Regions from separate parts of the Pan troglodytes genome. Here region 1 is linked to region 2. Evidence: chromatin contacts called from public capture Hi-C data. All regions are on one chromosome and are shown on one strand. The core of a region is the stretch at or near the end of the contact, and the rest is flanking DNA. Distances in the headings are between cores, read along the strand shown.

The links. Capture Hi-C pulls out chosen DNA fragments and counts their contacts.
Region 1: a capture Hi-C map of stem cell-derived neural stem cells shows a contact between it and region 2, with 2.1 times the contacts expected there. The contact joins two enhancer-like sites. A contact is called at or near these places in 1 of 7 Hi-C or Micro-C datasets (stem cell-derived neural progenitor cells) and 1 of 1 other capture datasets (stem cell-derived neural stem cells).

Annotation. Positions count from the first base shown.
Region 1 is chr9:48,890,356-48,893,055 of NHGRI_mPanTro3-v2.0_pri, forward strand. The region is part of intron 3 of TSPAN18 (tetraspanin 18); the gene reads left to right. Among named protein-coding and RNA genes, the nearest start is that of TP53I11, 73 kb to the right of the region's middle. Within about 2 kb of position 1,291, at least 8 of the 24 cell types and tissues checked have an H3K27ac peak or open chromatin away from gene starts, as enhancers often do. A contact at or near this core is called in stem cell-derived neural progenitor cells and stem cell-derived neural stem cells, where this site is marked.
Region 2 is chr9:48,810,705-48,813,404 of NHGRI_mPanTro3-v2.0_pri, forward strand. All of the region lies in intron 2 of TSPAN18 (tetraspanin 18), which reads left to right. Among named protein-coding and RNA genes, the nearest start is that of TSPAN18, 72 kb to the left of the region's middle. Within about 2 kb of position 1,272, at least 5 of the 24 cell types and tissues checked have an H3K27ac peak or open chromatin away from gene starts, as enhancers often do. A contact at or near this core is called in stem cell-derived neural progenitor cells and stem cell-derived neural stem cells, where this site is marked.

The DNA.
Region 1 (2,700 bases), core at 41-2,540, 80 kb after region 2:
GTCCCAGACAGACAGACAGGGTTTCACAGAGCTGGGACTGGGAAGAGCCCACCAGGAGCATTGGTGCCTCCTCCCCCAGGCCCCTGCAGAGCCTGCAGTGGATGCCAGGATGGAGGGACTTCTCCGCCTCTGAGGAAAGGAGGCCCAGAGGGAGGATCTTTGTGTGCACAAATGCAGCCTGTGGGAAGGGCCATGCACTGCCGCTTCTGGAAGTCCCTGGGCCTGTCAGCTGGCAAAAGTGGCCATCCCGCTGCCAAACAGACGAGGGGTCCCCATAATGGCTTCACTGTGGTTTCCTACGATGTCTGCAGGGTATGGCGGGCTGGGGCGGGAGCCCGATGACATTGTGAAGTCACTACTGTGATCTTGCCAGTTCTCCAGGGCCGCCTTTAAAATGTGGTTCATCTAATGGACATTGGGTGGGGTTGGGCAGGGGCAGTGTATGGCCCAGGAAGAGTGACCTGGAGTGGTCTGTCCATGGTCATTCGAGGGGAGAGGTGCAGGCTGCAGGGATCTCAGGGTCCATTCCTTGGGCTCCTGGCCCCGTTCTCCCATCCCCAACACAGAGAACGTTTTCTAGAAGCCTCAGCCAGGACCCGCTCAACTAAATAAAGGAGTGAAAGCAGCCCATGAGGACCCCCCGCCTCTGCTCCTTTGTTAGATCATCTCCCCGGGTGTCCAAGCATCTGGGGCCTCAGAAAGCCAGGAAGGGCGGGGACGGGGAGAAAGAGCCAGGTTATGGTGACCACCTGAGCCACCATCATCTTGGCTACGAAAATAGGATGGGTTGTTCCACTTCGCCCACAGCCCCTGTGAAGTCTGTTAACGGTAATTATGAAGTTAGGAGAAATTCCCAGGCCTCCTAATTAGTGTGAATAGGGGCTGGGTAAGCTAGTCGTGGGAAAATAGATGTCTTTGTTTGCATTCTCAAGAGGAGACCACGGCTTTCTACCTTTAGGTGTAATAGAGCTTGGCTCTCTTCTCTCCCTCTCCCCACTGCTCCTGGCCTAATACCCTGCACTGTGGACAGGCACATAGTTGCACATACCCACTCACCACCGTATCTCCTGTGTGTGTGCACGTGCACACACACAGACACACGCACACACAGAAGCACAATAGACTGCATCTTTCCATCCTGAATTAAGACGTCATCTGGCAAAGCAAACACCAAAAACCAAACAGCATTTCAGCCATGCTTCCGGCCCCGCTGACAATACCATTAAACGCCCATTCCCCCAGCTCCACCCCAGACACCCCAGGGGACTCCTTCCCAGGCCTCCCCAGATTAGACTGTATTAACAAACCATTACGTGTTCCAATTAGAGCGGCAGTGGACCTGGCTGGCCGGGCGTGTAAGAACGCTCTCCTCTTCCCGCTAACAGGCTGAGGGGCGCCGCCCCAGGAGGGAACGAGCCACGCTGGGCTCCCCTCTGGACGCTGTAGAGATAATGAGATCCAGCGTCTCCATCCCGGCCTGAGGAAGGCTCCCTGCTCTGTGGGTCTGGGGCCAGCCCGGGGGAGGTTTCCTTTGGAACAAGCAGGAGGAAAGGAAAGAATCAGGGAGTGAAACTAACATTTATTATGCAGTATGGGCTGTTGAGCCTGTGCCAGGAAATGTTGCATAGGATGGTGCTTTTTAAACTGAGTGGTGGGTACCCACGGGGCCCTGGGGTACTTCTTCCTGAACCAGAGGGTATACAAAGTCTCAGGGTTCACCCTGTGCATCCTAATAGAACATTAATTCTTGAAGATTTGGAAGATCACAACTACTTTTTTATTTACAAATCATATTTTTAAAATATGTGGTATATTTTGGAGTAAAATGCAAAATAATTGCATGAATATGTGAAATAAAACAGGAGATTTATAGTCAAATGTGCTCTCCCACTCTTGTGTCTGGGCTGGGTCTCCCAATCTCCAAAAATGTGGTGGTAACATGTTGTCTTCCATTGCCATTGCGGGAACTGAGAAGGGAGAGCTTCCCCATTGTGTGATGTTGGGCAACCCCTATACGTCTCTGAGCCTCCCATCCCTCAGCAGCACGATGGAAATGCTAATAGCACCTCCCCAGGGCTGGCTTCACAGCCACGCGACCTGCGCAATCCCACAGAGCCCTGAACTTCAAAGGGCCCCACACTTGGTTCGATACTCTGCTCTTGCCATCTTGAAATTCTTAATAACTTTTGAACAAGGGACCCCCTTGTTTTTACTGAGCCCCGCAAATGATATAGTTGCTCCCCAGAAATGATGTAGCTGGTCCTGCACCTTTCAGCAGAGTTTTAGCAAGGATTAAATCAGAAATGTGTGAAAGAAGCCCACATGGAGATTTATCCCTCCCTCCCTCTCTCCCTCCCTTCCCTCCTCCTTCTTCTTTCCCTAAACATCCATTGAGCATTCAGTATACTGGGTGCTGTGATTCAGCCATGAACCATAGCCCCTGCCCTCTTACATTCAAGAGAAGGGGAGAGAAGATGAATAACAGAAAGAAAACATTGTTGGAGATCCTGTCCACAATGAGGGGACAGACAATGACGGAGTGCATGGGGTTTTGTGTGAGAGGGGCTTAGGGAAGGTCTCTGTCTTCAAGCAGAGACCTGAATCAATCGAATAAATGAGCCATGTGGAATATCTGGGGGAAGAGAGCCCCAGGCAGTAGGATTGGCAGGTGCCAAGGTCCTGAGGCGGGAATGTGCTTGC
Region 2 (2,700 bases), core at 22-2,521:
AGTGAGTTCACAAACCAGACTCTGGACATTTGAGCCCCCGCTGTAGCCTGATGAGGTGGGTGTTAGGGAATAGAAGAGGCTGAGAGGCCAGGTGAGTGGGTGAGGGAATGAGAGGGGAAAGGCTTTGGTGGGGGCCACGGTACCCACCATTATTATTTATAGGATAGATCTGGTGGGACTTTCTGAGCGATGTGAGGGATGATGGCGGGGTGGGGAGGAGTATGGAGACTGATGAATGGATTCTGTGCCTGAGCACCTGGGAGCCAAGTCCTGCCATTAATGAAAATGGGGACGGGAGCAAACACACCTGCAACGAACGCCTCCTTGGTGAGACTCAAAGATTCTTAAGGACCAGTTCTGTGCCACATTCATCATTTTGTTATCCTTGTGTCTAGCAAAGGCACTGATGGGATGAGATTCTCAGGACTGGTTTGTCAAGAGCACATGTGAATGGGGGAGGGGAAGGAGCTCCTAAAGGCATGAAAGTGAAAAATTCGGGAGGAATTAACACTCCCCTGCCTCAGGTGAAGCGACCTCTGGCCTTTCTCTAAGTGGGTGACATAGAGCACTAATGCTTGGCCCTAAACAGTTGCTCAGCAGAGAAGTTTAGGAACGAGTGTGTACTCTGCCTCCATTTCTAGAGAGTCAAGACGCTTGTTGGGTCAAATAAAGGCTCTGATACGTCCTGCACAAAGGAGCCTGTTTAACTTGGGGTAAGCCAGCATTTCCCAGACTTCATGGACCACAGTGCCTTTTTTTGTTGCTGAGGTTATTAACATCTGAACACACTTCTAGAAAGGCTCTTCAGGCCAGCCTCCCTCCTGTGTGCTCAGTGGCTGGCCGTCCCTGAAGAGGGTCAGAGAGGCCCGTGCCCTCCCACACTCAGCTCTTAGGAAATCACTATCTGCTGTTGAGGATTATTCTGAAGATGGTACCATCATTAGCATCATAATAGCTGCTTCACTTACTCAGTCCTTAAACTCCTGAGCAATGTGGTGAGCAGCTTTCCTGCGTCTTTCATGTAAGGCTCACAGCAGCCCTGTGACGTGGGTACTGTCATCACCATCCTCATTTCACAGACAGGGAAAGACGGGGAGAGCAAGGCGTGGAGGATTAAGTCGCTTGTCCAAGGTCACACAGCTGGAAAGTAGCAGAGCCAGATGTAGTCACAGAAAAGCTCCAGTGCATTCCTTCCCCCAAGCCTAACCACTGCCCTGTCCTGTGAGGGACTTGGTAGCCTCCCCCATCTGGCCCAGACCATGGCTAAGCCACTCCGGGGGCCCCAGATTTGGTATTTGCATTGCTAGCTTCAGTCTGGACCCCCCTGGGCAGTCCTCCCTCCCTGCCCTCCCCTTGGCCTTCCTGGAACTGATGCTGAGTATATTAGAAACCCATGGAATTGGAGAGTTTTAAACAGGAAACTGGTATAATTTTGGTCAGGAGCTCAGGCTAGAGTGAGGAAGCTCTGCCAGGCACAGCCACATCCAAAAGAAATAGAGAGGGAGGATTTAGAGTTTCCAGTTTGTGCATTTCAGGGATATGAAGATAGATAAAGGAGTTGTATTCAGCCCTGTCCAGGCTTGACTGTCTTTTGTTTTTCTTGTCTCCCAAGTCCCTCTTTATTGAATCTGGTGAGACTGAGGCCAACTAGGGGACCCAGGGCAGTGAAGCTTCATCTCATGGGACTTATCCCCATCCCTACCCCGCCTTTGTGACTTTTTGTGTCATGCTCTGCACCCCACCCCCTCCCAGGCAGTGCCGCCCCCTCCTCACCCTTGCCCTCCCTCGTTTTTTGTTCCTCTGGGAGCTCCCCAGAGAGTGGGCCACTGTGGGGGCCATCAGTGCAGAGAGGACACAATGGAACTCTTGTGAAACTGTGGGCTTCTCCTGCCCCCTCCCCAGGGGCCTGTCCAACATTCCTCAGCCTTGCCCGAGACCTTCTTGAACCCTCGTCCCCTTGGAAAACCAGACTAAACTGGTCTCATGGGGAGAGGGTTTTTGTCTGCCTAAGGAGCCTGTCCTGCACCCCACCCCAACTTCGGAGCAGCCACTGCCCTTGCACACCCTATACCTTGGTCCAAACGACACACCCACAACACCATGCCAACCTCGGATTTAAAAGTTTTATTAGATTAGCAAGTTCATTCTTCACTCAGCTCTTCCCAGCCCCCATTCAACTGCATTTCAATTCCACAAACATCTGTTAGCCCTCCAAGTAAGGGAGAACGTCAGTGAGCGGGCAGTAGCTCCCGCTGGAAGAGGGCACTGTGGTGGGGGGACTAGAAGGGTGACCCTCCCAGGCCTATTGCCTGGGGCACAACATCGATTGGGTGTTTGTTATGTGTCAGCGATGATCTCTGTGGTCACAGCAACCCATGAGGTAGGTGCTACTATTTTCCCTTTCTACGAAAGAGGAAACTGAGGCATGAGGAATGATGACCCATTCCCAGGGTTACAGTCAGGAAGTGGCAGAGCCAGGATTTGAACCCAGGCAGACTGCCTTCAGAGCTGCTCTTAACAACCCATGCATTTATTAGAATGCTTGGCAAGTATTTATTTATTTATTGAGACGGCGTCTCGTTCTGTCACCCAGTCTGGAGTGCAGTGGCACGATCTCGGCTCGCTGCAATCTCTGCCTCCTGGGTTCAAGCGATTCTTGTGTCTCAGCCTCCCGAGTAGCTGTGATTACAGGTGCACACC